6 separate regions of the Mus musculus genome follow, and regions 1, 3, 4, 5 and 6 are each linked to region 2. The links are chromatin contacts, called in public promoter capture Hi-C maps. All regions are on one chromosome and are shown on one strand. Each heading gives the region's core, a stretch centred on a gene start, on an enhancer-like site or on the middle of the called end of the contact. The rest is flanking DNA. Distances are from core to core; before and after follow the strand shown.

Region 1 (4,028 bases), core at 932-3,431, 1.6 Mb before region 2:
AGATACTCACTTCTGTCTCTGGCCGAGGGATGAACACTGGGGGTACCATCTTCAGACTGAGCCCCTGAAAGTCCCACTCCCCAAGGATATACTGCACCGGCATCCTGCAGGAGGAGTATCCAGGGAGTCATCAGGACCAGGACCAGGATGAATAAGGCCAGAGCTCAACTGAGGACTAATGTAGCTAAGGCTATTCAGCAGGGTCCTGACTGCAGTACCCTAGGACAAACAGACTAGCCTTTCCCTTCTTTCAATTTACAACACCAGTCCCTCTCCTCCTACCTCCTTACCCCAACAGATCCCTCTCGACCTCAGACACTTTACTCCTCCCTGGCCATAATTTGGTGGAACCGGTGAAAGATGGATCTCTGTAGAGTCCTCGGATCGGTCCATGGGTGCTTACCTCTGTAATCTACGGCCACATAGCTCCTGGATGCATTCCAATTGTTGAGGGGTCAGTGGCTTGGTCCAAAGTGCTGGTTTCAGGCTCTGAAACTGTTCCCATGGAGAATGTGAGTGGCTGGCTCCCTTGGTCTAGGGACACACACCCAGGTTTGTGTGGACAATGTCTGTCAACTCAACACTAGCCACTTAATCATCCCGGAACACACAGTACCTGGAACACACTGCAGTAGTTTGTTGGATGAATGAATACATGTCTGCCTGAAACATTTGTTCAGCAAAATCCCACCCGACTCAATTAAGCAGCCCGATTGAGGCAAAAATTAAAACCAAACAAAATAAAAACAAATAAAACAACCCCCCTTTCACTATCTATTCCCCAGAGAGTTCCCTCCTCCCTCTCCCTGTCCTCCCTAACATTACACTTAACTGTTTTGGCTCCGAGGACATGAGCCACGATGTACTCACTGGATTCCCGGGCCTCTGGGATACCTCTTTCCTCAAAGACCCGTGTCCAGTGATTAACCATCCCTGTGGCACTCAACGGCCCAGTCAGGGATGAATAAGTCTTCCATGAGTTGAAGGCCCAGCCCTGGAGGACTCCCCTCCTTCCTCGGGGAACAGATAGAAGGGTCCAAAGTATTTGTCCCCAGAGCTTCATTCTTGGAGAAAGGCTTCCAAGTGCCTGAGTCTCTCTTGTGCTATCTGCACTGAGGTAGGGGCTCAGGGTGATCCCTGGGCTGGGCTGGGTGAAGAATCAGTCATGGGTTCCAGTTCTCTGTTTTGTTTCTCAGATGTTTCTGCTACCCTAAAGAAGGATGTGGAAAAAGACTCAAAATGTGCCAGGAAAGGGTGTGCTTTTTAGTCTGTCGCCTCCTGGACTATATTCATATCCCCAGCCAGCTATCTGACTCCTTCTTGTCTTGGCCAGTAACGTTTTGTTATTTTTAGCATAGGTAGGTTGAACTGGCAGGGCTCTGTCCTGTTAAGAGTCAAGGTGTAGGTTTGGGAGTAGGTTAGACCTATGTCAGACCCCAGTGTGAGTGAGTGCAGTTGAGCCGTTGTTTCTGACTTCCAGTTTGCTCCTAATGTGGGAGAAATAAATAACACTAGCTTTCTGGAGAGTGGTGCCTTGACCAACGACTATCAGGGGCCTGGAAGACCCTTGGGACTCACTAACAGATGGCAGGAGACTGCCGTGCTTGGGAGCTTGGCTTGTGACATTCCTTATTGTTTAGAAGCTGAAACGTTGCCTCTATTTTAACCCATAATGAACAATGTTACGCTTAAGTTAGCATAAACAAGTTATCTGAAAACATAAAATCTGTGGTCCCCTCTACTTCCAAACTAAGTAAGGTCCAAACTAAGATTTGCGAGAACCTGCTAACTGCCACATCCTCTCAGACAGGGCTCCAGAAGAGGAAAGCAACTTGCCCACGGTAACTCAGGTATAAAATACCCCGGGCAGAACACAAATCCGGTTCTGCTAGATTCCTGACGCAACTGGGTCCACCAGTACCCAGCTACGGAAGGAACCAAATCTCCAAGCCTCGACACAGCGTCCATCCCAGATCCGCAAACACATTATCAACGATATAAGCGCGCCCTCTCTCCACCCCTGAAAGCGAGGGAGAGGGCCATCCCTGTCTCAAAATCAACGTTGCGGCCATGCATTTCCCATCCGGATCTCCTGCTCTGGTGCATACCTACCAGAGGGCATGCACGCTCGCCCGGCCCACACACAAGTACCAGAAAATTGACCCAGGGTTAGCGCCCCCCCACCCCACCCCGGATGTGCGTAACCTGTAGTGCACTCCCTCGGCGCCTTGCTTCCGCCTCGGTGCTGTTGAGAAAGGGCTCCGGTGAACCGCGTCTCCTTGGTCTAGGGTTCCTAAAGTGGCCGGATTTTCCTTTGAAGACTGTGGGATGCTGAGGAGGCTCAACTGGCCAGCATCTGCAGCCCCCCTAAGGGGAAGTACAGGAATGTGAGAGATGCTCTGCTGGGTCCCAGACCCACTAGTCTTCCTTAAGGTCTCAACAGAGATATGGCTCCAGCCTGCGGTGATTGCTTGAAGCAAACGTTTACATATCCAGCTGGGGCGGAGTGTGGGCAAAAAACAAACCGCGAGGGTGTCACCCACGTGTGCTGGGCTTGAGAGCCAGATTTTGGGGGGCGGGAGGTGGGTGCGTTGTTCTAACTGCTTGTAAGATAGGTCTAGCAGCGTGTGACTGGGTTTCAGTGTTTGGGGGCAGTCTCTGTTTTCGGAAAGGGACCCAGTTTCTAAGGACCCTCCTGACCTCACACGCACATAGAATTTGGAGCAGATAGCAAAACAGCGAATACTGGAAAACTGGATTTACATCCTGATTCTGTTGGCAGCTCGTTGTTTAACTTTGTTTAAATGCCCAGACCTTCTAGGCTTTAGTTGTATCTTTTGTAATATTCATAGCAAGACCTGGTTGTGCAGGCACGTAATCACAGCTTCTGGAGAAGCTGACGCAGGAGGACCATACATTCAAAGCCATCCTGAGTAATTTAGTAAAAATCTGTCTCAAAATTTAAAAGGTGGGACGGGACCTTGAAGAGATGGCTCAGCGGTTAGGAACACATACTGCTCTTGCAGAGAACTGGGTTTCAATTCCAAGCACCCATGTACACATACCCATCCAAACATACATACTTATAATTTTAAGAAATAACATAAAATATTCAAAAATAAATAGTTCACGGGGTAGCTCAATTGATGTGCTCACCTAACAGTCACACAACTCTGGGTTTGATGCCCACAAATGGGGTTTGGTAATACTTATAAATCCTAGTTTTCAGCAGGTGGAGGCAGGGAAACCAGAAACTCATCTTTTAAGGCCAGACTGGGCTACATGAAATCCTGCTTCAAAAAAGTAAAAAATAAAATACTTGAGTAAAAAGGGAGAGGGGCTGGGAGTTGGGTGTACTGGTGCACACCTATAAGTCCCAGTACAAGGGGGTCTGGAGAAATGCCTCAGTGGTTAAGAGCACTGGCTGCTTTTCCAAAGGACCCAGGTTCAATTTTGAGCACCTACAAGGAGGCTAACAGCAGTCTGTAACTCCAGTACCAGAGGATCCAATGCCCTCTTCTGGCTTCCTTGAACACCAGACACATATGTAGTGTACAGATACGTGTGCAGACAAAACATCCTCACACATGAAACTAATTAATTAAAAATTAAAACCCAAGCACCCAGGAGGTGGAGGATTGCCTTGGTTCAAGACTAACCTGGGCAACATAATAAGTATCGGGCCATCCTGGGTTACACACAGTCTGTTTAGGGGATGGGGTGAGGGTAGTTTTAAATGGTTGGGGATACAGCTCTTGGGTATAGGAAATCGGTACTTCTGTCCTGAGATGAATTTTGCTGTGGATGAAAACTATTATGAGAGGAATAGGTGGGCTATCACACAGATAATTCCATCTCAACATCTCTGGACTGAAGTCTCCAGGAGTCACTTACCAAAAACCGCCCTTGTTCCAAAACACCAGAGTTCCTATATAGGCAGGAAACTGAGACAAAAGAAGAGAAGCAGTTTGCTGTTCAAGGTCATAAATTCAATAGAAGATCAAACTGAATTCATTTTAGGTTTCAAA
Region 2 (4,163 bases), core at 942-3,441:
GGAAGCAGGTAAGTTAGGTTTGTTTTTTGTTTTTTCCTTTGTGTGCCTGCGACAGGCCTTCACTATAGATCCCTGGCTCACTGTGCAGACCAGGCTAGCCTGGAATGCTGCACAAGGCTTAGTTACCTCTGCCTCCTGAGCACTGGGATTAAAGGCGCTTACTACCTTATCCAGCAGCAAAGAAGATTTTATTTCACTTTATTTTCCTCTCTAAATCGTACTTTTGGTCCACAAAATGTTAATCAATACACACAAAGGATCTTTTATCTGATTTCAGATAGTTTTTTTTTTATTATTGATAATTTTTCTCACTGTGCTTGAAATTAGCATTTTCTTAATGTTTAACTTCAAAGAGTTTTTGCCATTTTGAAAATTTTAAAATATACTTAATGGTAAAATAATTTCTCTCCTACAAACACTGATAATTTTTTTTAAGTAAACTGGTTGTTAGACAATGTACACAGATATATAATGCATTTTAAATACTCTCTCACTATGTCAGGTGGTATCATATAAGGGCTTTTGAACACACATACACACACACACACACATATATATGTTTTTATTTTTATTAGATATTTTCTTTATTTACACTTCAAATATTATACCCTTTCCTAGTTTCCCGTCTGAAAACCCCCTATCCACTCCCCGCTCCCCCTGCTTCTCAACCCACCCACTCCTGCTTCCTGGCCCTGGCATTCCCCTATACTGGGGCATAGAACCGTCACAGGACCAAGGGCCTCTCCTCCCATTGATGTCCGACTAGGCCATTCTCTGCTATATATGCAGCTAGAGCCATGAGTCCCACCATGTGGTTTCTTTGATTGGTGATTTAGTCCCAGGAAGCTCTGGGGAGTACTGGCTAGTTCATATAATTGTTTCTCCTATGGGGCTGCAAACCCCTTCAGCTCCTTGGGTCCTTTCTCCAGCTCCTTCATTGGGGACCCTGTGCTTCGCATCCAATAGATGGCTGTGAGCATCCACTTCTGTATTTGTCAAGCACTGGGAGAGCCTTTCAGGAGACAGCGTTATCAGGCTCCTGCCAGCAAGCTCTTGTTGGCATCCGCAATCGTGTCTGGGTTTGGTGGTTGTTTATGGGATGGATCCCCAGGTGGGGCAGTCTCTGGATGGTCATTCCTTTAGTCTCTACTCCAAACTTTGTCCCTGTAACTCATTTTTTATTGTTTTGTTTTGTTGAAACAGGGTTTCTCTGTGTAGCCCTGGCTGTCCTGGAACTCACTTTGTAGACCAGGCTGGCCTCGAACTCATGAATATATTTCTTAATGATTAATTTTTAATATTTTATGCTCTTTTACTATGCTTAACTCCCAAAGAATATTTTGCATGTTTTGAAACAATTTAGTATTCAACATTAGATATAGGATCCTCAGTTATGGATAGTATTAAATATTCATTAATGATATTTTAGGGTATGAAAGGATATGAATATAAAAGTTGAAAAAAATTTATGGATTATTTGATTCTCAAAGTACTCAACATTATTAATATGTTTGATGTATAAAATGCATTTAAATAATAAAAAATTAAGAAAAAAAGTAAACAAAAAGTTTTGAAATAATCACAAAATAGAAAAAACTTTTTTGCTTAGTTATTTTATTCCAAACAAGGAGCCCTATTCCACAAATTACCTCTACATTGTTCCTCTTTTCATACACACGTTTTTTTTCTTACGTTTTGGAGACACTGTCTTACACAACCCAGGGTAGTTTTGAACTCCTTACACAAGAGAGGAGGATGTCCTTGAACTCCTGATTCTTCTGTGTCTCCATTTCCCAAGTGCTATATATTTGGCAATATATTATTAAACGTCTTTCAAGTCAACCATTTAAGCATATTTTATTCTTTTAAACTAACTTTAGTGGACACCTTCTTGCACAGACAGGCAAGTGCTTTAGCCCTTGGGCTCAATTGTGCCTAGCCACTGCCCTCCAGGTTTCAGAGCTGCTGCTGGCGTACAATGCATCTCCCACAGTTGCATACCGCCTCCCTCAGGTGGAAGAAGGTGATGAATAGAACCTGTCTCAGATGGGACCAGATGAAGGGCCCCTCCCTCGCAGGTTGATAAATGTCCCGAAGATCCTAGAGGCACACGGACCAAATGACTACATGCGATCAATTCTTGCTAACGTACTTGCTGCCCAACAGGGGGCGACTGAGCACCAAGTCTTCCTTACAGCGCTTGCGCCTCAGACTCCGCTCTGCGCATGCGCAGCGCGGCTCTACACTGACGGAAGTTAGAAGATGGCGGCGTCCGCAGTCTGCCGAGCGGCCTGCTCCGGGACGCAAGTGCTACTTCGCACCCGCCGCTCGGTGAGGTGGCAGTGAGACGTTGGGCTGCAGGGCCCAGGGCTTTCGTACACAGATGAGGAGCAGGCTGTCTCAGCAGTGGCGGGTCGGAGTGGGGAGGTCGCGGGGGTCAGGGCCGTGGGAAGGTCATGGCGGAGGGCGGGGATGGTTATCTGCTCTGGCTTGGGTTTGAGAGCCGAGGTCCCAGAGGCTTGGCGAGCAGTTCTTGCAATGGTCGCCTTCTCCCTTTAGCCGGCCCTGCTGAGGTTACCTGCCTTGCGGGGTACCGCAACCTTCGCCCAGGCCCTCCAGAGCGTGCCGGAGACCCAGGTCAGCATCTTGGACAACGGGCTGCGTGTGGCCTCGGAGCAGTCCTCGCATGCTACCTGCACGGTAAGTGTGCGCCAGTCCTCTAGGTGAGGCCCGCCGTGTTGTCCCAGGTTGGGATGTGACCTTGGGCTCCAGTCTTACATGTTTTGGGTGGAGACTGGCTTACTGCCGGGGCTTATCCCTGTACCTGACTTCAACCCTGCCTTAACCCGGCAGCCAACATTATGGTGCTTGCCAAAGACGGGGCCGAATTCTCTCCTCCAGCTTTTCGTTCTACCTCCCCGAGAGAAGAGATTATTCTCTTGCCACGAAAAAGAATGAGATTTCACAGACTTTAGGTTATTTACAGAAAGACATCCAGGTCTGTTAGACTCACCACCTAGGCTATGTAATTTGTAGACGTAGCCAGGAATACACTTCAAGAAATGCCTCTGAAGGACGGGGAAGATGGCCCAGTGGGTAAAGAGCTTGGTACTCAAACATGGGTATCTGAATTTGGAGTCCTCAGTGTTGTGATTTAGGTCTAACACCAATACTCTGAGGGGTGGAGACTAGTGTGTCTAAGCCGGTCTTACTTTTACCTACACGAGTGGCTTACATGTGTGTATGTGCACCATGTCTGTACATAATGCCCTTGGAGGTTGGAAAAGGATATTAGAACCCCCAGAGGGCTGGTGAGATGGCTCAGTGGGTAAGAGCACCCGACTGCTCTTCCGAAGGTCCGGAGTTCAAATCCCAGCAACCACATGGTGGCTCACAACCACCCGTAATGAGATCTGATGCCCTCTTCTGGTGCGTCTGAAGACAGCTACAGTGTACTTACATATAATAAATAAATAAATAAATAAACAAATCTAAAAAAAAAAAAACAGAACTGGAGTTACAGGTGGTTGTGAGCCACCGTGAGGGTGCTGGGAATTGAACCTGGGTCCTGTGGAAGAGCGGTTCCTAACCCTACACAGTCTCACCATCCCACGTACACATACGTAAAAATAAAAATTTTTTTTCTCCTTTTTTTTTTTTTTTTTTTTCTTTTTTAAGATAGGGTTTCTCTGTGTCGTCCTGGCTGTCCTGGAGCTCACTCTGTAGAGCAGGCAGGCCTCGAACTCGGAGATCCATCTGCCTCTGCTCCCCAAGTGCTGGGAAGAAAGGCATGAGCCTCCAATGCCTAGCTCAGAAGTAAGGATTCTTAAAACAAAAAACAAAAGATTTAGAGTAATCAGAAAAAGCACCCAGTTTCCTCTGCCCTCCGCAGATATTTGTGTGGTGGAGTGTGCACACGCATGTATGTGTGGCACTTGCACACACGAAAGAAATGCCTCTGAAAGACTGGGAAATGTAACTTGGGTGGAGCCTTTGCCTACTGAGTGGAAAGCCATGAGCTTTATAGCACTGAAGGAAGACAAAGAGTACCTTTGAAGATTACAGTGAATTGGATGCTCTTTGGTTAGGAGGGCTGGCCGCTCTTGCACAGGACCAGATTTCAGTTCCCAGCACCTTTATTGGGCAACTTCTAACCACCTGTA
Region 3 (3,959 bases), core at 476-2,975, 1.1 Mb after region 2:
GAGACTGGAGAGTGTTCTAGTCAAGAACATCGTGTATAATGGACAAATATGCTACTATATGTAAAACTATATTATCCATCAGTATTGCTGGCTGTTTTTATTGTAATTGGAATGAGTATATTTCTTTAAAAATTCATGTGAGTGTGTGTGTGTGTGTGTGTGTGTGTGAGAGAGAGAGAGAGAGAGAGAGAGAGAGAGAGATATGGATAATGTACATGTTTATTCAGGTGTGCATGCATGTAGATTTTATTGTGAAAATTTTTCTGTGATGTGATATCTGCCCTGAAGGTTATACTAACCTCAAAATAATGTAACTCCAATGCTTGAAGGTTCTAACATTGAAGTCATGTTGCGTGCTTTTTTGCTGTTGCTTGTCTCATCAGATAAACAGAAAGGATTAACATATAAATGAGTATTTAATATGAACAGGTTCTACAACCAATCCATGAACTGACATGTCATAAATGAAATTCAAATATATAATGGTATGTTATAATCCTAAATAGTTACATGGTAAGCCATCCTTATTTTTCTTTCTCCTCCATAAATCTTAGAGGTTCAGTTCTTTGTTTTTGTTTTTTTTTTCTTTTTCCCCCACATATAAGCCAACTATATGGAGAATACCAATCAATGCTTTATAAAGTTGTGGTTGTGGTCTTCCTTCCTTATCTATTTATTTATTTCGGTTTTTTGAAACAGGGTTTCCATGTATAGCCCTGAATATACTAGAATTCACTCTGTAGACCCAGCTAGCTTGAACTTGATATAGATCCACCTGCTTCTATCTCCTGAGTGCTGGGATTAAAGGAATGCACCACCATCAGGCTCATCCTTCCCTTCCCTTCCCTTCCCTTCCCTTCCCTTCCCTTCCCTTCCCCTTCTTTCTTTATTTAAAAGATTTCTTTCTTTGTTTTATGTATCTGAGTACACCAGGAGAGGACGTCCGGTCCCATTACAAAAGGTTGAGAGGCACCATGTGGTTGCTGGGAACTGAACGCAGGACCTCTGGAAGAGCAGTCAGTGTTGTTAACCACTGAGCCATCTAGCCCGCCCTGTTGTTTCTTAATTTTTTTTATACAAATAAATTTTCTTCTCAAGACATTCTACATAGAAAATTACTTTCTGAATTTCTAGTACTAATTAAATTTCTAGGGCTTTTTTGTTCATTTGTTTTGTTTTGCTTTGCTTGGTTTTGTTTTTAGGACAATGTAGATTTATTAAAGTGAAAAAGAGCTCCCCAGAGGGAGAAGTACTAAGGGGGGGAGTACCAAATTCTAGGGTTCTCAGGGCCCTTTGAAAGGCCTCATAGGCTAGGAATATAGGTCAGGAAGTAATAACATGCATGTCTCACAAGTTTAAAAACCTGAGTTTAGGCCCCATATGAAAATCTGGGTGTGGAGGAATTTTATAACCGACTTTTCCTGGGTAGAGGAAACACACACATGCCCTCACCCAATAAACAAAGCTTACAATAGACCAAGGTAATGATTGAGCATTTTATTGGAATTCCCTGCAGATTAGGGGTTATTTACAAGAAGCAGGGATAACTCAAAAGCACCACTGGAAAGCCCACTGCATTGTGACTCTGGAAACCTGCAACCCTGTAGCTGGTAGGCAACTCCTAACATGTCTTTCTTTCTGCACTTTGGCTGGTTAGAGTCTCCACACCCAAAACACTGAGGAGGCATATCTCTGGAACTCACTGGTCAATCGGCCTAATTGATGTGCTCCAGGCCATTGTTTCAAAGGAGGTAGAGGGCTTTTTGTTTTGGAGACAGGGTAATGCTATGCAACTCTGGACTATCCTGGAACCCACTATGTAGCCCACGCTGTCCTTGAACTCAGAGAGATCCACCACTTCTGCTTCTTAAAAGACATGTGCTGTCTGTCACTCCTGGGGTCATTCTTGATGATGTCATTTGAGGTTGTCCTGGCTTTCATACAATCACACCCAATCATTACACACAAAACCAGTTACAAAAATGGTGCTAGAGCCTGGATCAGAAGGATGCACAGAAATGATAAGCATGGCTCTGAAGTTTTGAAAGGAGCTTCAAAATGGCAGTGAAATGTTAGAAGATTAATGTGCCATCTTAGAAAATCATTTTCCTCAAAACAGCCATCTTTTTGGCAAGGACAGAAAAACTGACCATGAAATTTCACATAAACCCAAGAAGTAACCCCCAGTAGCAAAAACAATCTTGAAAAAGAACAAGTTGAAAGTTTCAAACTTCCTATATATGCTAACTTAAGTGATCCTCTGGGGCCAGGCATGGTAATACTACATTTCTGTAATCCTAGTACTTGGGTAGAAGCAAGAGGACCATGGGTTAATGTTAGTCTAGGCTACCTAAGGCCCTGATTTAAACAAAACCCAATCAATGTGGTCCTGAAATAGACTAGGACAGAAAGGCAAGATATCTTTGTTACATATGGTGAGATGGTTTTGGACAAGGAGACTAGATAATTAGTTATGGAAATTATAGCTTTTTCCAACAAATGGTGTTGTGAAGACTGGATATTCATATATAAAGAATTGTTTTGGGACTGGAGAAATGGCTCAGCAGTTAAGACTGTTCTTCCAGAGTTTCCAGGTTCCAAACTCAGGGCATACTTGCCGGCTTACAACCATCTTTAACTTCCAGGGGGATCTGATGTCTTTTTTTCAGCCTCCTCACATATATGCAGACAAAATGTCAATATACATAAATAATAATAAATCTTACAAAATTGGTATACTTTTATATCATATATAAGAACTAGTTAAAAGTGAATTTGTGCCTGTTGCTCCCAGCACATAGGATGTAGAAATAGGTCATGGGAAGTTTGAAGTTGGTCTGGTCTGGGCTACAGTTTCCTTTTCTTTTTTTCCCCAAGACAGGGTTTCTCTGTGTAGCCCTGGCTAACCTGGAACTCACTCTGTAGACCAGGCTGGCCTCGAACTCAGAAATCCACCTGCCTCTGCCTCCCAAGTGCTGGGATTAAAGGTGTGCGCCACCATCACCATCACCATCACCACCATCACCACCACCACCACCACCACCACCACCACCACCATCATCATCATCATCATCATCATCATCATCATCATCATCATCACCATCATAAAAAACAAAACAGACCACATCAATAAACAAGCCCTTAAGAAATAATTGTGGTGGGGAAATGCAAGTGGTTGTTATTTTGGGGACTGGGATGTAGCACAGAAAGATCAGAAGTTTCAAGATCATCTTTGGCTTGGCTACATACTGAGTTTAGTCAAGCATATATAGGACCCTGCCTTAAAAAAGGATTTATTGAGCTTGTAATTAAAACAGGTAGGAATCTACTGAATTTAAGGTTAGCCTGGGCTACATAGTGAGACCTTACCTCAAGAATGAAATAACAAGAAAGACTATCTGAGCTGTGTGGTGGTGCACGCCTTTAATCCCAGCACTCGGGAGGCAGAGGCAGGTGGATTTCTGAGTTCGAGGCCAGCCTGGTCTACTAAGTGAGTTCCAGGACAGCCAGGGCTACACAGAGAAACCCTGTCTCGAAAACAGACTTTCGTTCACCCATATTTATTGATGTGCTGTTTACATTACCCAAGCAAGATGGAAGCAACTGAGGTGTCCCATCAACACAGAAGTGAATAAATAAAATGTAGTTCATGATTTTTGATATGGCTACAACATTATGAAGGATGAACTGAATACTAATGGAAATGGGCCCAACTAAGTGCTGAGGAATGTAGACTAGAGATGCTTACCTGGAATGCTCAAGATCATATGTTCAAATCCTTAACACTTCAAAGAAAATAGGCCAATCACAGAAAACAAATCCTATTAGATAACATATCAGATACCTAGAAGTGTCGAGTCCGTAAAAATGGAAAATAAAATGGCAGTTCCCAGGAGCTGGGGAGTTAGTGTTTGGATACAGAATTTTAGTTTTACAAAATAAAAAAGTTGTAGAGAGAA
Region 4 (3,792 bases), core at 385-2,884, 1.0 Mb after region 2:
GACTGTCATGTATCCCAACCTCCTAGTGTTCACTTTCAAACAACTGGCAACACCACTCCATCCTCATAGTCACTTGGATTCCTGAGCTGAAATTAGCATTAAATCACTAGCTTTCTCCATCTTCTGAAGGGTTGTGACCTATAGTAATTTCATATTTGCTAGAAGGCTTACTATTACTGATGTGATCTTTTTTTTTTTTTTTTTGGTTTTTCCAGACAGGGTTTCTCTGTGTAGCCCTGGCTGTCGTCCTGGAACTCACTCTGTAGACCAGGCTGGCCTTGGAACTCAGAAATCCACCTGCCTCTGCCTCCCAAGTGCTGGGATTAAAGGCATGTGCCACCACTGCCCGGCTTGATGTGATATTTTTAATCCCCGTTCATTCACTTGTTGCTTCTGAAAAAGGATGACTCCACAGTTGGCTGACTAGTCTAGTGAAGCCAAAAATCACAAATAGGACTTATAGCTGGATGTTGTGTACAGCTTTGGTCTCAGAGGCAGAAGCAGATGGATCTCTGTGAGTTTGAGGCCAAACTGGGCTACAGAGTAAGTATCAGGCCAGCCAGGGACACAGAGTGGGATCCTACCTCAAAAAACCACAAACCCAATTAGGACCTTTACTCTGCTTGCTATTCATACTTTCTTCTTAGTTTCCCAGTTCCTTCTTAAAATATATCCCATTAGGAGTAATTTGAGAATGTGCTTGAATGAGATCTCTTTCATTAAGTATAATGTAATCAGTATATACTAGGGTTTCACATAAGACAAACGAGTATTTAGAAGTACTTATTATATTCCAAATGTAATTTATCCTTTTTTTGTGACTTGTGGTTAACATTTTGACTAGAAAATACAACAGACAATGCTCTGGTATCATGTCCTTGAGACTGGTTGAAGGATATAGGTTTTAATCCTAAAATCCTCATTGGTCTAACTGGAAGTGATGTGGTTAAGGAATTTTAGAATAAGCTGGGTTACAGGGTTAGTTTGTTCATTTTTAATCAATATTTTATTGGATAAGGATTTATTTTTGTATGTTTAGATATATAAAATTTATTCATAGTTTTAAAAATAATTATTATTTTTATTTTATGTGCATTGCCTGAATGTATGTTTGTGTGAGAGTGTTGGATCCCTGGGAAATGTTCCTCTCGCAAAATAGAGATCATTGCCTTCTGAAACCTTATAAGTTAAATAGGTTGGACCCTCTCTAAGCCTGAAAAAGGATTCTGCCATGTCTGTGATACCCTCCTTGGCTTTAAGCAGGACTGTTTGGGAGAAAGGGGATCACATTTTTAGGACAGTGATTCTGGTGACTAGAAAATGGATTATGAAATTAGAGGGCTGATTGAGAGATTCAGTTCTGTTAAGAGACTTGTACACCCAATTCAGTGGTGTTCAGCTGTAATTTTAGGTTATGGGAGGTGAAGGCAGGGGGATCAGCAATTCAAGGTCATCCTCACAGTGAGCTTGAGGCTAGGCTGGACTGCATGATGAGACCCTGTCTCAAAAAAGAATTGAGGGTGCTGGTGCAGAGTTCAGGTGAAGGAAGGGCATGCGAACCAAGACAGATAGGGGTGGATAAAGAAGCTAAACACAGTAGGGGGACTGGTGGCCCCTGCCTTTAATCCCAGCACTTGCAGGCAGATGGATCTCTTGATCTCTCTCAGCCTGGTCTACAGAGTGAGTCTAGGACAGCTAGAGCTACACAGAGAAACCCTGTCTGGAAAAACCAAACTAAACCAAAAGAAACAAACAAAAAAACCCCTAAGCACTTTACAGATAGTGGTGATGTTATTTACTGAGCACTGTATCCTGGAGATATCTCACCTGTCAGAGTCAAGTTGTGCATCTGTTGCTCAAGTCAGCAGCAGCAGCAGCAGCAAAGAATACAGATATGGGTTTAACACTGGAAGGGAGGAAATAACATTACAAAAATGGGTAATTTGAAAGAAGGAATTACAAAGATAAAAGTACAGCAAAGAGCCATAACAACTTTGGAAGTAAGATTCAAATAAGTGGAGTAACAGGCACACACACATACATAACACAAACAAAAGAAAACAATTGATTTAAAAACTAGAGAGCCAAAAGAATTTAGTGAGGGTAAGCTTATCTCTGTAGGTGAAGAAGTAGCTTGTTGAAAAGATGTCTCAGGAATTTTTTTTTCCTGAAAGAAATGTGTTCCTGCTCTTTGTTACATTGTGGGTCTCTCTTTTTTCCACCTTTTATCTAACCCTCCCCTCTCCCCCAACACTAGATAGGATAGAGGGGTGAGAGAGGAATTAGGAAAATCCTGGAATCTAATTTCTTCCCTTTTGTTTTCTTCTTTGACCACAGCTACTACCAAACTTTAACTCCTGCCTTTCCCCAAAGACAAACAACCACTGATGATGCTTTTCAGAGGTCCTCTGTAAAGTTCCCAGAATTCCAAATGCTCACAATCTGCAGTTGGCAAAAGCACTCTGTTAGAGCTCAAGGCAGATCATAGTCAGCTGCTGCTAACAGTCTGGAGTAGCCCTGTATGCCCATACCTGGGATTAAAATAAAAGCACATTCTTATAATTATATTTCTGTGTTTTTAAAGAACCCAAAATTCTCACTTTAGAACTCCTCTTTCCTTCCTTCCTTCTTTCTCTTTCCTTTTTCTCTTTCTCTTTCTCTTTCTCTTTCTCTTTCTCTTTCTCTTTCGCTTTCGCTTTCGCTTTCGCTTTCGCTTTCGCTTTCGCTTTTTCTTTTGCTTTTGCTTTTGCTTTTTCTTTTTTCTTTTCTCTTCTTTCTGTTTTGAGACAAAATAGGCCTGGCTGTCCTGGAACTAGTGTAGACTAGGCTGGCCTGGAACTCACAGTGCCTGCCCTCTGCCTCTAGAGTGCTAGGAATAAAGGAGTGTGGCAACACGACCCAGTTGAAAGAACTCTGTAAGATACTCTGACAATGAAAGTACAAAAGATAACATGATAGATGTTACAGACTCAGAACTTTGACAATAAGAAAGTATCAGCATTTTGACAACTCAGAGAAAAGACACTCACTTCGTTATAAATCACATAATGAGAAGAGGCGACCGATGTTTTCTTTTTGGTGTGTATTGGTGGGTTATATGGAAGGCATGTCTTCCATGTCTTCAGTTGCTCTCTTCCTGTCTGTCTCTGCTTCCCCAGCTTTTTTGCTGGTTTTGGGGATTGTGTTTACATTCAAGGTACTTTATTGACGAGCTGTCTCCAATATGATTTTTTTTTTAAACTCTAGTAGGCTAAGCTTCCTGGAATTCAACATATAGTTTAAGATGACATTAAATTTATGGTGATCCACCTACTTCAGACTTTTATTGACGAGCTGTCTCCAATATGATTTTTTTTTAAACTCTAGTAGGCTAAGCTTCCTGGAATTCAATATATAGTTTAAGATGGCATTAAATTTATGGTGATACACCTACTTCAGACTTTTTGTGTTCTGGGACTACATATGTGACCGTGCCTTCTAATGCTTAAACAAATATTATTTTTTTATTTTCTTTCTTTGAGACAGAGTCTTGCTATGTAGCCCAAGCTGGCCTAGTGTCTTTGTGGCTCAGGCTGGCTTTTAACTGTCTATGTAGCCTAGGCTTGGGGTCCTCTTGCTCCTGTTTTTCAAATGTTGGGATTATAGACCTGCACTCCCATGTCTGGGCTACTTTTAATTATAACCTGCTAAGAGACTGTGCTTATTAGGACTGAAAATTTCAAATTGTGAGTCATAATAAATTCTAGTCTCAGACTAGTAGTTCTCCTGCCTCAGCTTTCCAAGTACTGGGAT
Region 5 (4,428 bases), core at 385-2,884, 1.1 Mb before region 2:
GGCTATGAAAGACCCTATGTTGTGGGGGGTGAGGGGGGTGGAAGGTGGAGACGACAATAATAATTCTCACACCAGAAATTCTTGTGAAGAGCCACAAAAACCTGCAGGTAAGAATAAACTCAAGCCTGATAAGAAAATTCTGTAAAGAAGGCTGGTCCTAGTGGTAGATAACTTGCGCCCTGGATTCAATGAGCAGCAAGGGTGTTCTGCTGGTTGAGAACTGAGTCCTACCTAACCTGCCTTATAGACCACATACACTATAGATAATCCTATAGATTTTATAAGCAGATAAGCATTTATATAAGTGTACTACTAGTTAAGGAGCTAAATAAAATTCAGACTCAAAGTTTTTAGGGTCTCAATGCAGCTTAGGGCGCTTCAAACCTGACATCCTCCTGCCTCATCCTCCTAAACTTCAGGATTAAACTCCACTAAGCCTGGCAGTAGATTCAACCACTATGTTTCCTCAAGTTAGTATTTTAGTGCTAAGTTACTTTCCACATTGTCATTAGCTGTTGACACTTTCCCCTTTGATTCTCACAAGCTTAGTAATGTTAACTGTGACATATTTAGTCAACAGGAAGTTGAAAACTAACAATCCTAAGGCACAATCCAGAGTTCAGAAAATGACCTGGGTGATCAAGCGGATAAAAAAGAAAAAAAAAAAAACCTACTCCTTAACTTATATCCAATTAGTCTGAAATTAATAAGAATGCCTAGGGTGGGGGTGAGGGGGAGGAGAAAATATACAAACTACCTCAAGTATATGTGCTCTACAAATAAGGCCTTTTGTTTTTAATTAAGAAACGCAACCCCACACTTGAATTCATTAGCTCAACGTCAATTATAAAGTTAAAAGAAAAGCACATTATTAACAACGCCAAAAGGAATCTAAAGCACGAATATGTGGGAACATCACTCTCCTCCTACATTCGCCCAACCGGTACAGAACCCACCAGTCACCCTCGCCCACCTCCCGGTTCTACGGGCCCGTGGGCCAGGTTCTGAACTCTCGCACCTTCCTGGTTGGGTGTCTGGGTGGGCGGCCAAGGTTACTTGCAGGGCACAAGAGTTCCGTATCTAGTGATGTCTCTCAGGACAAGATCACAAACACAAGGGGAAAGAGAAAGAAATCTCTCCTGCAGCACCACAGAGCTGAGCGCCAGAACCGCTGCCACGCGCGGGTCCCTCGCCCCACAGCTGGCCGCTCCGCGCTGGGACCGGTAATTCTACAGCCGCCTCGGGCCCCGCCCCGGGCCCGCGACCGTTCCGGGGCGTTCCTGCCGCGAGCGGCGCCTCCCGCGACACACGACTGTTTTCGCAAGCGAGCGAGGCCGCGGCCGCCCCGTGTCTTCGAAGCCACGGCTGCTAGGCCGCGCGGGCCCGCGATTTCCAGAGCCGCCAGGCCCGCTGACCCCGTCCCAGAAGCTCGGGCACGCCCTCTCTCCTAGCCTGGGCCCTTACCAAAGCAGCGTAGCCGCCGCGGCCCGCTTCTCCTCCTCCTCAGAGGCCGCCACGGACCCAGCGTCCCGGAGACCGGAACTTCCTCCCGGTGGGCTCCGGCTTCCACAAAGGCGTCGCGCCACCGCCTTCAGCGCTGGGCCCGCCGGGAGATGAAGTACGGCCGCAAATCCCGCGGCCTCCTCTCCCGCCGTGCCCTGCGCGCAGCGGCTTTGACGGCTGGTGGAGCTGCTGCCCAATGGAAAGGCACGCTGTTAGCCACTGCCCAATTAGAAGGCACGCTTCTCCGCAGGGCCTGCCGGGAGTTATGGTTTGGCTTCAGTGCTGTCACTGCTTCTCTGGTGTTTTCCTCGCAAGTGTGCAAGGGGTCCGGGTGGCTTAGACAGCCTAGTGACACACCCTGCCAGGTGCTGGGGGACGGTCCTGCCTTGCCCCTTGGGAAAGAGAGAGATTGTCAGTTCGGGTGCAGAAAATGGGAGGAGATCTTTCCGGTCTTATTCCGTTACGGCAAAGGGCTGCTGGCTTTTCGGCTACATAAATAAGACCCCTTCTACCTAAGTCCAGAGAATAAATGCAAAAGTACTGCTTGAGTTGAAGTATTAGGACCCAAAGACTCGTCCTTTTTTACCTTCCGACAGACTTCTGGTCAAACACTCCAGGCGGAAATCATCCGTGTAAAAAGGTTCAGTAGCTCAACCCATTAAAAAAAAATAATAAAACTTGTTTCTACAGGTCCCGCTAGCTCTAGGCAATAAATGTAGACACGCGTGACTCGCCACAAAAACTGCACATCGTAATTCTAACGGAAAGAAAGCAAAGTAACTGTTGATACGCAACCTCTTCCAGAATCTTCCAGCTAATGATCTACCTGACTCCCAAGTTCTCAGGTAGATTGTCTATATTGTGAGGGGTTTGCTTATCCCAGCCACCTGGTGCCTTGTGTGTATGCCCTGGCGATATATGATATTGTAGCCTAATTCGATTCTTCAAGGTCAAAGAAAGACACTTGGAGAAACAGTTCATCAGTTAAAAACACTGGTTGCTCTCCAGAGGTTCAATTCCCAAAAACTACGTGGCGGTTCACAATCCTCTGTTCCTTCAGTTCAAAGAGATCCAATGCTCTTTTCTAGCCTCTGAGGGGACTGTACATATGTGACAAATAAAATATCAATAAATGCTGCTGCCATAAATGCCCACTGGAAAAAGCTGGGCATGGAGACAGGAAGTGATGGTGCAATACTTTAATCCCTCCACTCCAGAGGCAGAAACAGATGTACCTTTGAGTTCAAGGCAAGCCTGTTCTACAGAGTGAGTTCTAGTACAGTCTGGGCTACAAAAAGGAACCCCTGTGTGATGGTTTGCATATGCTCAGCTCAGGGAGTGGCACTATTAGAAGTTGTGACCCTGTTGGAGTAGGTGTGTCACTGTGGGTGTAGGCAATAAGATTCTTATCCTAGCTGCCTGGAAGTCAGTATTCTGCTAGCAGCTTTCAGGTAAAGATGTAGAACTCTCAGCTCCTCCTAAGTCATGTCTTCCTGGATGCCATGTTCCTGCCTTGAGGATAATGAACTGAACCTCTAAACCTGTAAACCAGCCCCAATTAAATGTTGTAATTTCTAAGACTTGCTTTGGTCATGGTGTCTGTTCACAACAGTAAAAACCTAAGACAGAAGTTGGTACCAGAGACTGGGGTATTGCAGTGACAGACCTGACCATGATTTTGTTTGGAAGAATGTGGGTTTGGGGACTTTAGATTTGGAAAGCAGTGGAATGCTTTAAATGGGGCTTAATGGGCTATCCAGTAGGAATATGGAAGACTTTGTTACTGAGAGTGATTTGAATGATGCAGACCTGGCCCAAGAAGTTTCAGTGGAGAATTTCAGTATGTGGCCTAGAGACTGTTTTTGTGGTATCTTTGTGAAGAATGTGACTACATCTTGCCCTTGTCTGAAGAGTCTGTCTGAGGCTAAGGTGAAGAGACTCAACTTAATTACATTGACAAAGGAAGTCTCAGAATTGCCCATCATGGACTTTATTGTTCTCTGGTTAAGTCTCATGAAGAGCATTTTAAACAAACATAGCATGCTGAGAAAGGAAAAATAAAAAAATAAAAATATATGATATATTAAAATATGTGGTATATCAAATTATTAAAGGGGCACCTGGAAGTAGAATGGAGCTGAATCCTGTGTTCAAGGATATTAAATTGAATTTAGGGAGTAGTGACCTTGGGGCAATATCCCACCCAGCTAAATTTAGGTCCAAGCGTGGTAGTACAAGCCTTTAATCCCAGGAGGCAATGACCAGCAGATCTCTTGAGTTCAAGGCCAGCCTAGAACAAAGCAAGTTCTAGGTAAAGAAAAATTTAAACCCAGGTTTGGTGGGCCAAACCTTTAATCCCAGTGTTTAGGAGACAGGCATGCAGATCTCTGACTTCAAAGTCAGTCGACAGAGCAAGTTCCAGGACAGCCAAGCTTAGACAATGAAGGAATTGGAAAACAGAAAGCTGGTGATAATGTAATAGAACGAGAGGCCATTTTCCGGCCCAGCAAGCAGAGAAAATGGCAGCCTTGGCCAGGTGGCTCTGGTTTTAGAGTCCAGAATAAAAGAGACTACTGGGAAATTTGATGCTGGTTAGTTGAAGCTAAGAAATTAGTGGAGATTAAGAAGAGACCAGCGCCAGGTGGTGGTGGAGCACACCTTTAATCCCAGCACTTGAGAAGCAGAGGCAGGCAGATTTCTGAGTTTAGAAAAGAAAGAGAGAGAGAAAGAGAGAGAGAGAGAGAGAGAAGAAGAAGAAGAAGAAGAAGAAGAAGAAGAAGAAGAAGAAGAAGAAGAAGAAGAAGAAGAAGAAGAAGAAGAAAAGAAGAGACCAGCATCACTAAAGTGAAATCTTCGGGTAGTGTTTTCTGAGAGCACAAAGAAGCTGTGTTCCGGAGATAGTCAAAGTTGTACCTTGTGCTGCAG
Region 6 (4,151 bases), core at 1,205-3,704, 1.3 Mb after region 2:
GTAGTGCCTCGTACCTTTAATCTCAGCAGGAATGGAATCAGGCGAATCTCCAGAACAGCCAAGGCTACACAGAGAGAAATGCCATCTGGGAAAAAGCAGAAGAAAGAATGGATAGCGGGAGCCAGGCGTGGTTGGCATGGTTGACTTCTTTCATAGCTTTTGCATTTTCAAAGGGCTGAAGACGCTGATAGTGGCCTGGCTGTGGTAACACTTTAATCCCAGCACTGGCAGGCAGATCTCGGAGTTTGAGGACAGCCAGAGCTACGCAGATAATCCCTGTCCCAGGGATGTAGGGATGGCTAATGAGACGGGAAATTTAGTGAACCTGTTACAATTAATACCCTTGTACCTTCTGGGACCAGCCGACTCTGTTCTGACTCCTGAGAAAACCAGGGGGTTCCTGTGTTTGTTTTTCTGCTATGCAGAAATTGGAGGTAGTCGGTTGTGGTGGCACACGCTGGTAGGATTTGCTGAAGGGAGGCAGAGGCAGGAGGATCACGAGTTCGAGGCCAGCCTGGGCTACACATTAAAAGAAAGAAATCTGGGGGTAATCCTTAACTACTTGTCCGCGCCCCCCACCCCTGGCAAGCTTTTGAATGCTCTTGTAGCTTCATGGAGAGCAGCTGTGCTGACAGAGACCACCTGCCCTAAAGGTAGTTCGTGAAAACCTTAGCAAAGTAGTGACAGCACCGTAGGCACCTGACAGTAAGGGAGCTAGATCTTTCTCCTTTCCTAGCCACCTGTGGTTGGCTCTCCTACGGTCACACGGAGCAAGTGTGGGGCTGAGAGGTCGTGAGTCTGGCTTGGCCTTGACACTGACAGACTTCTGATAGCCATCTGGATTGTAGCATCCCTGCCTTCATGTATCCCAGGACAACCTTCAGCTTCTGATCTTCCTGCATCTACTGACCATGTGCCACCCAGCTAAGGGTCATCTTATTCTGCAACACCTGCAGGGTCCCTGAGAAGTCCTTAGTCCTCTTCCCAGGCAGCAGGTGTCATCTGCATTAGTTGAGTGTTTTCTCCTAACTGGCCTGGCTTTAGAGTTAGTTAATAAATTCAAAATCCCTTTGCATCATAATAACAAACCATTGCCTGGCAAAATAACCACCCCAAGGTTTGTGATAACCCTTTTCTGAAATGAGAACACTCAGTCTTTGTGAGGAAGTTTTGTCAACACAAAAGCCCTTTAGCCCGTCCCTTCCTACCAGGAATGGTGTGAGTAGACCTATTCCTAGTAGCCCATTCTGCACCCCACCCCCCACAAAAGCAATCGCTTGTCTCCATGCCTAAGATCAGAAGCTTGATCATTCTGTGGTGGTCATTAGTAACAGCTAGACATAGCAGCATAGCGGCATACCTGTACTCCTGGAACATGGGAGGTAGAGACAGGAGGGTTAGGAATTTAAGGTTGGCTTCAGGTCTGTAAAGATTGTTGCCAACCTGGGTTATGAGGGAAGGTCTCAAGGGGCTGAAGCATTAAATGCCCAGGTAAAAGTGGATGCTGGGCTGGGTAAGGAGACAAGGCTTCTATTGTCCTACTCTGCATCCTGCTCCTTTTGAAATGCAAGAAAGGAAATGAGGGTCTGTAGTGCACAAACAGCGACTTAGAACTGTTTGTAACAACAGTTCTAGCGCTTGACTCTTCTGACTCTTTGGATACCAGATATGGGTGTTGTGCAGATACTTGCAAGCAAAACACCCGTGTACATGAATTTAAAGGGTGATATAAGAAGCCTCCATATTCAGATGAATACAGCTTTTAAAAAGGAAAGCCAAAATTTGAATATGTTGGTGTTTATACTGAGGATTTAAAGTCAAATTGATGTTCTCCATCCAGACCAAATTATGTGTGGTCATGGTATGGGAGCAGTGGTGGTAGCATCAGTGAAGCAGGTGTCTTTTCTGCACTTAAGGGTGTGTACGGCAGTCATGGCAATGGTCTTTATGGCTCTGCTTGGCTTTGGAGACAAATTACCAAAACAGTAGGAAAGAGGCATGAAGAAGCCATTGCCATACAAAGCATGTGTAGCGCCCAGATGGCGCATGATGTGAATAGAGGACACGTGGAAGCTATAGATAGGCAGTGGTGGTTTCCTTGTTCTAGTTCTCATATCACTTCATGCACGCACACACCATACATTTGACACTGCTTGCCAGATCCTTTCATGCTGGAGTCGCCAGTGACTAACTCGGGGGACACACAGATTTGATGCTAAATCTTGTTCTTCTCACCACAGAATGGGCATTGCCCAATTACTCTGTTCTCAGTGTTAGGGAGGAGCAGAAGGCCAGAGGTTGGTTGGTTTGCTTGCTTGCTTGCTTGCTTGCTTGCTTGCTTAGTACCAAATTGGTGCTGGATATATAGCTCACTGACATCACTTTACTTGCATGCACAAGGCCCTGGGTTCAGTTTCAGACAACTTAAACAAAATTGAAAAAAGTGGTAGCAGAATTTCTCTGCAGGGAGGGGAGAAGATAGTTGAGGAAGGAAATATTTCACATTCGCTTGTTTGTTCTACTGATCAAAACAGAATTTAAAAGGATAGTTACGGGTGGGAAATAGGGTAGATAGAAGGATTTGGTTGGTTAGTTGGTTCTAGACAGGGATTACAGACATAAGCTACCATAACCAGCAAATACAATTATTTTGCAGTACTAGGAATTGAACCTGAAGTCTCACTCATTTTAGGCAAGTGCTCTCCCTAACTCTTAAGTGTTTTACCATAAGTAGGAAAAGACTTTATTGTGACCATGCCCTAGCATGAAAGGACTTACATAGGATCTCCTGTGTGGTAGGAACTTCCACCAACATCCACTTTTGACAACTACCACCCAGGAATTGAAGAGAGAAATAGGTATTATATCTGGGTAAGCAAGCCCCCTCTTGACTGGAACTCCAAACTAGGACACGTATGTCTGGTTGCCACTCTCTAGATGTCATACAGACCCTACATAGCCACCTCCGAGCCAGGATATAAGAGCCTAGCTGCTGGAATTTTGTCAGCCTTGAGGGGACTCTAAGCTGCAACCATACTTGTGAGAGAAAAGGAGTGTTGAACCAAGGCAACTCACTAGAAGACAGGTATGAGACAGATTAAATGATGGTCCTCCATCTTGTTCATATTTGGTCACTGACAGAAGACTATCAACACCAGCATCGCCCTTGGACTAACCCTTGGACTGAGCTGAACATGATCATTTAGGTCGATAATAAAACATCAATATGTAGGCTATTTGGAGGCGGGGAAAGCCAGGTGACTAAGCTGTAGTTCTGCCTCCCTTCCAACAGGTCTCCCAGTAAGCAGTGAACCTGGGTTAGGAACAGAGACCTCTCTCTCCACGTTGCATGTGCACCTGGCAGTGATCTAGACCTCTTGGTTTAACCAGGAACTTGGGTTTGGGTAGTACTGGTCACCTGCGGAAGGCCGCCCTGGATTTAGAAAACGCAAGGTGGAGTCCAAATACTGGGGACCGGATAACACGTTGGGTGGACCTGGCTGTGCAAGATTTAAACTAATGGCTTTGGCTGTGGACAGATTAGGTCTGATCCAATTAGAGCCTAGGCCGTAGTATTCGCCTCCTTGCCAGGCTCTGTCGATGTTCTCCCTGCTCTCCGGAAGAAGACTTAGAGTCGGACTGGAGAACCTTCTGGACACCGAATTCTGGATTGGCACCGGACAGTCCGTGCCCCGGGCTCCGCTCTCTCCACACTGGGGGCGCGGGCTTCCGCCCCCTGTGGCCCTTCCGAGCCCCGCCCCGAGCCTGCGGGTGTCGGAGCCCGCGACGTCCCCGCCTCCCCTGCGCGCGCGTGGCGGGTGGGTTCCTCGCAGGTCCGCGGCCCAGCGCGCTCAGCACTGGAAGCGCAAGCGGGCCCCGTGGGCTGCCGCCGGTGCACCTGTCGGCTTCCCCCAGTGGCTCTGCTGCCGCCCCTGCGCGCCGCGCTTGCATCGCTCTCCACGTCCCGTGCCAGAGGGGTCTGACTGTCCCCTGGCGAGGAAGACCGAGAGGGGCCGGCGTCAACGCGACGTGCTGCGGGGCGGGCGGAGTGGGGGCGGCGCCGAACGCGGCAGCGGCAAGCGGCAGCGGCGGCGCGGGAGGCGGGGAGGCGCGGCGCTCGGAGGACAGCGGCTGACGGCGGCATGCGGCGG

What was found. Promoter capture Hi-C pulls out the DNA fragments that hold promoters and counts their contacts.
Region 1: a contact with region 2 is called in a promoter capture Hi-C map of erythroid cells, with 14 times the contacts expected there. The contact joins the promoter of Hemk1 here to the promoter of Uqcrc1 in region 2. A contact is called at or near these places in 1 of 39 promoter capture datasets (erythroid cells) and 2 of 9 other capture datasets (adipose tissue and liver).
Region 3: a promoter capture Hi-C map of embryonic stem cells shows a contact between it and region 2, with 2.5 times the contacts expected there. The contact joins the enhancer-like site here to the promoter of Uqcrc1 in region 2. A contact is called at or near these places in 5 of 39 promoter capture datasets (the C10 cell line, embryonic stem cells, hippocampal neurons and 2 more) and 2 of 9 other capture datasets (adipose tissue and liver).
Region 4: a contact with region 2 is called in a promoter capture Hi-C map of stem cell-derived epiblast-like cells, with 3 times the contacts expected there. The contact joins the enhancer-like site here to the promoter of Uqcrc1 in region 2. A contact is called at or near these places in 3 of 39 promoter capture datasets (the C10 cell line, pre-B cells and stem cell-derived epiblast-like cells) and 1 of 9 other capture datasets (adipose tissue).
Region 5: a promoter capture Hi-C map of liver shows a contact between it and region 2, with 3 times the contacts expected there. The contact joins the promoter of Rbm6 here to the promoter of Uqcrc1 in region 2. A contact is called at or near these places in 2 of 39 promoter capture datasets (liver and pre-B cells) and 1 of 115 datasets of contacts at active chromatin or transcription factors (pancreatic cancer cells).
Region 6: a contact with region 2 is called in a promoter capture Hi-C map of embryonic stem cells, with 2.8 times the contacts expected there. The contact joins the promoter of Cspg5 here to the promoter of Uqcrc1 in region 2. A contact is called at or near these places in 2 of 39 promoter capture datasets (embryonic stem cells and hippocampal neurons), 1 of 115 datasets of contacts at active chromatin or transcription factors (astrocytes) and 1 of 9 other capture datasets (liver).

What each region holds. Positions count from the first base shown.
Region 1 is chr9:107,336,169-107,340,196 of GRCm38.p6, forward strand. It overlaps Hemk1 (HemK methyltransferase family member 1), which reads right to left and starts at 2,182. Exons shown (of 11, transcript NM_133984.2): 1 at 2,113-2,182; 2 at 833-1,210; 3 at 404-495; 4 at 11-104. The coding sequence starts at 1,063.
Region 2 is chr9:108,934,457-108,938,619 of GRCm38.p6, forward strand. Uqcrc1 (ubiquinol-cytochrome c reductase core protein 1) reads left to right here and starts at 2,192. Exons shown (of 13, transcript NM_025407.2): 1 at 2,192-2,331; 2 at 2,560-2,700. The coding sequence starts at 2,263.
Region 3 is chr9:110,006,581-110,010,539 of GRCm38.p6, forward strand. The region is part of intron 3 of Map4 (microtubule-associated protein 4); the gene reads left to right. Among named protein-coding and RNA genes, the nearest start is that of Map4, 77 kb to the left of the region's middle. Within about 2 kb of position 1,726, at least 1 of the 459 cell types and tissues checked has an H3K27ac peak or open chromatin away from gene starts, as enhancers often do. A contact at or near this core is called in embryonic stem cells, where this site is marked.
Region 4 is chr9:109,950,992-109,954,783 of GRCm38.p6, forward strand. All of the region lies in intron 1 of Map4 (microtubule-associated protein 4), which reads left to right. Among named protein-coding and RNA genes, the nearest start is that of Map4, 21 kb to the left of the region's middle. Within about 2 kb of position 1,635, at least 11 of the 459 cell types and tissues checked have an H3K27ac peak or open chromatin away from gene starts, as enhancers often do. A contact at or near this core is called in stem cell-derived epiblast-like cells, where this site is marked.
Region 5 is chr9:107,871,185-107,875,612 of GRCm38.p6, forward strand. Rbm6 (RNA binding motif protein 6) reads right to left here and starts at 1,635. Exons shown (of 21, transcript NM_011251.3): 1 at 1,465-1,635.
Region 6 is chr9:110,241,329-110,245,479 of GRCm38.p6, forward strand. Cspg5 (chondroitin sulfate proteoglycan 5) reads left to right here and starts at 2,455. Exons shown (of 5, transcript NM_013884.3): 1 at 2,455-4,151. It also overlaps the pseudogene Rn4.5s-ps2.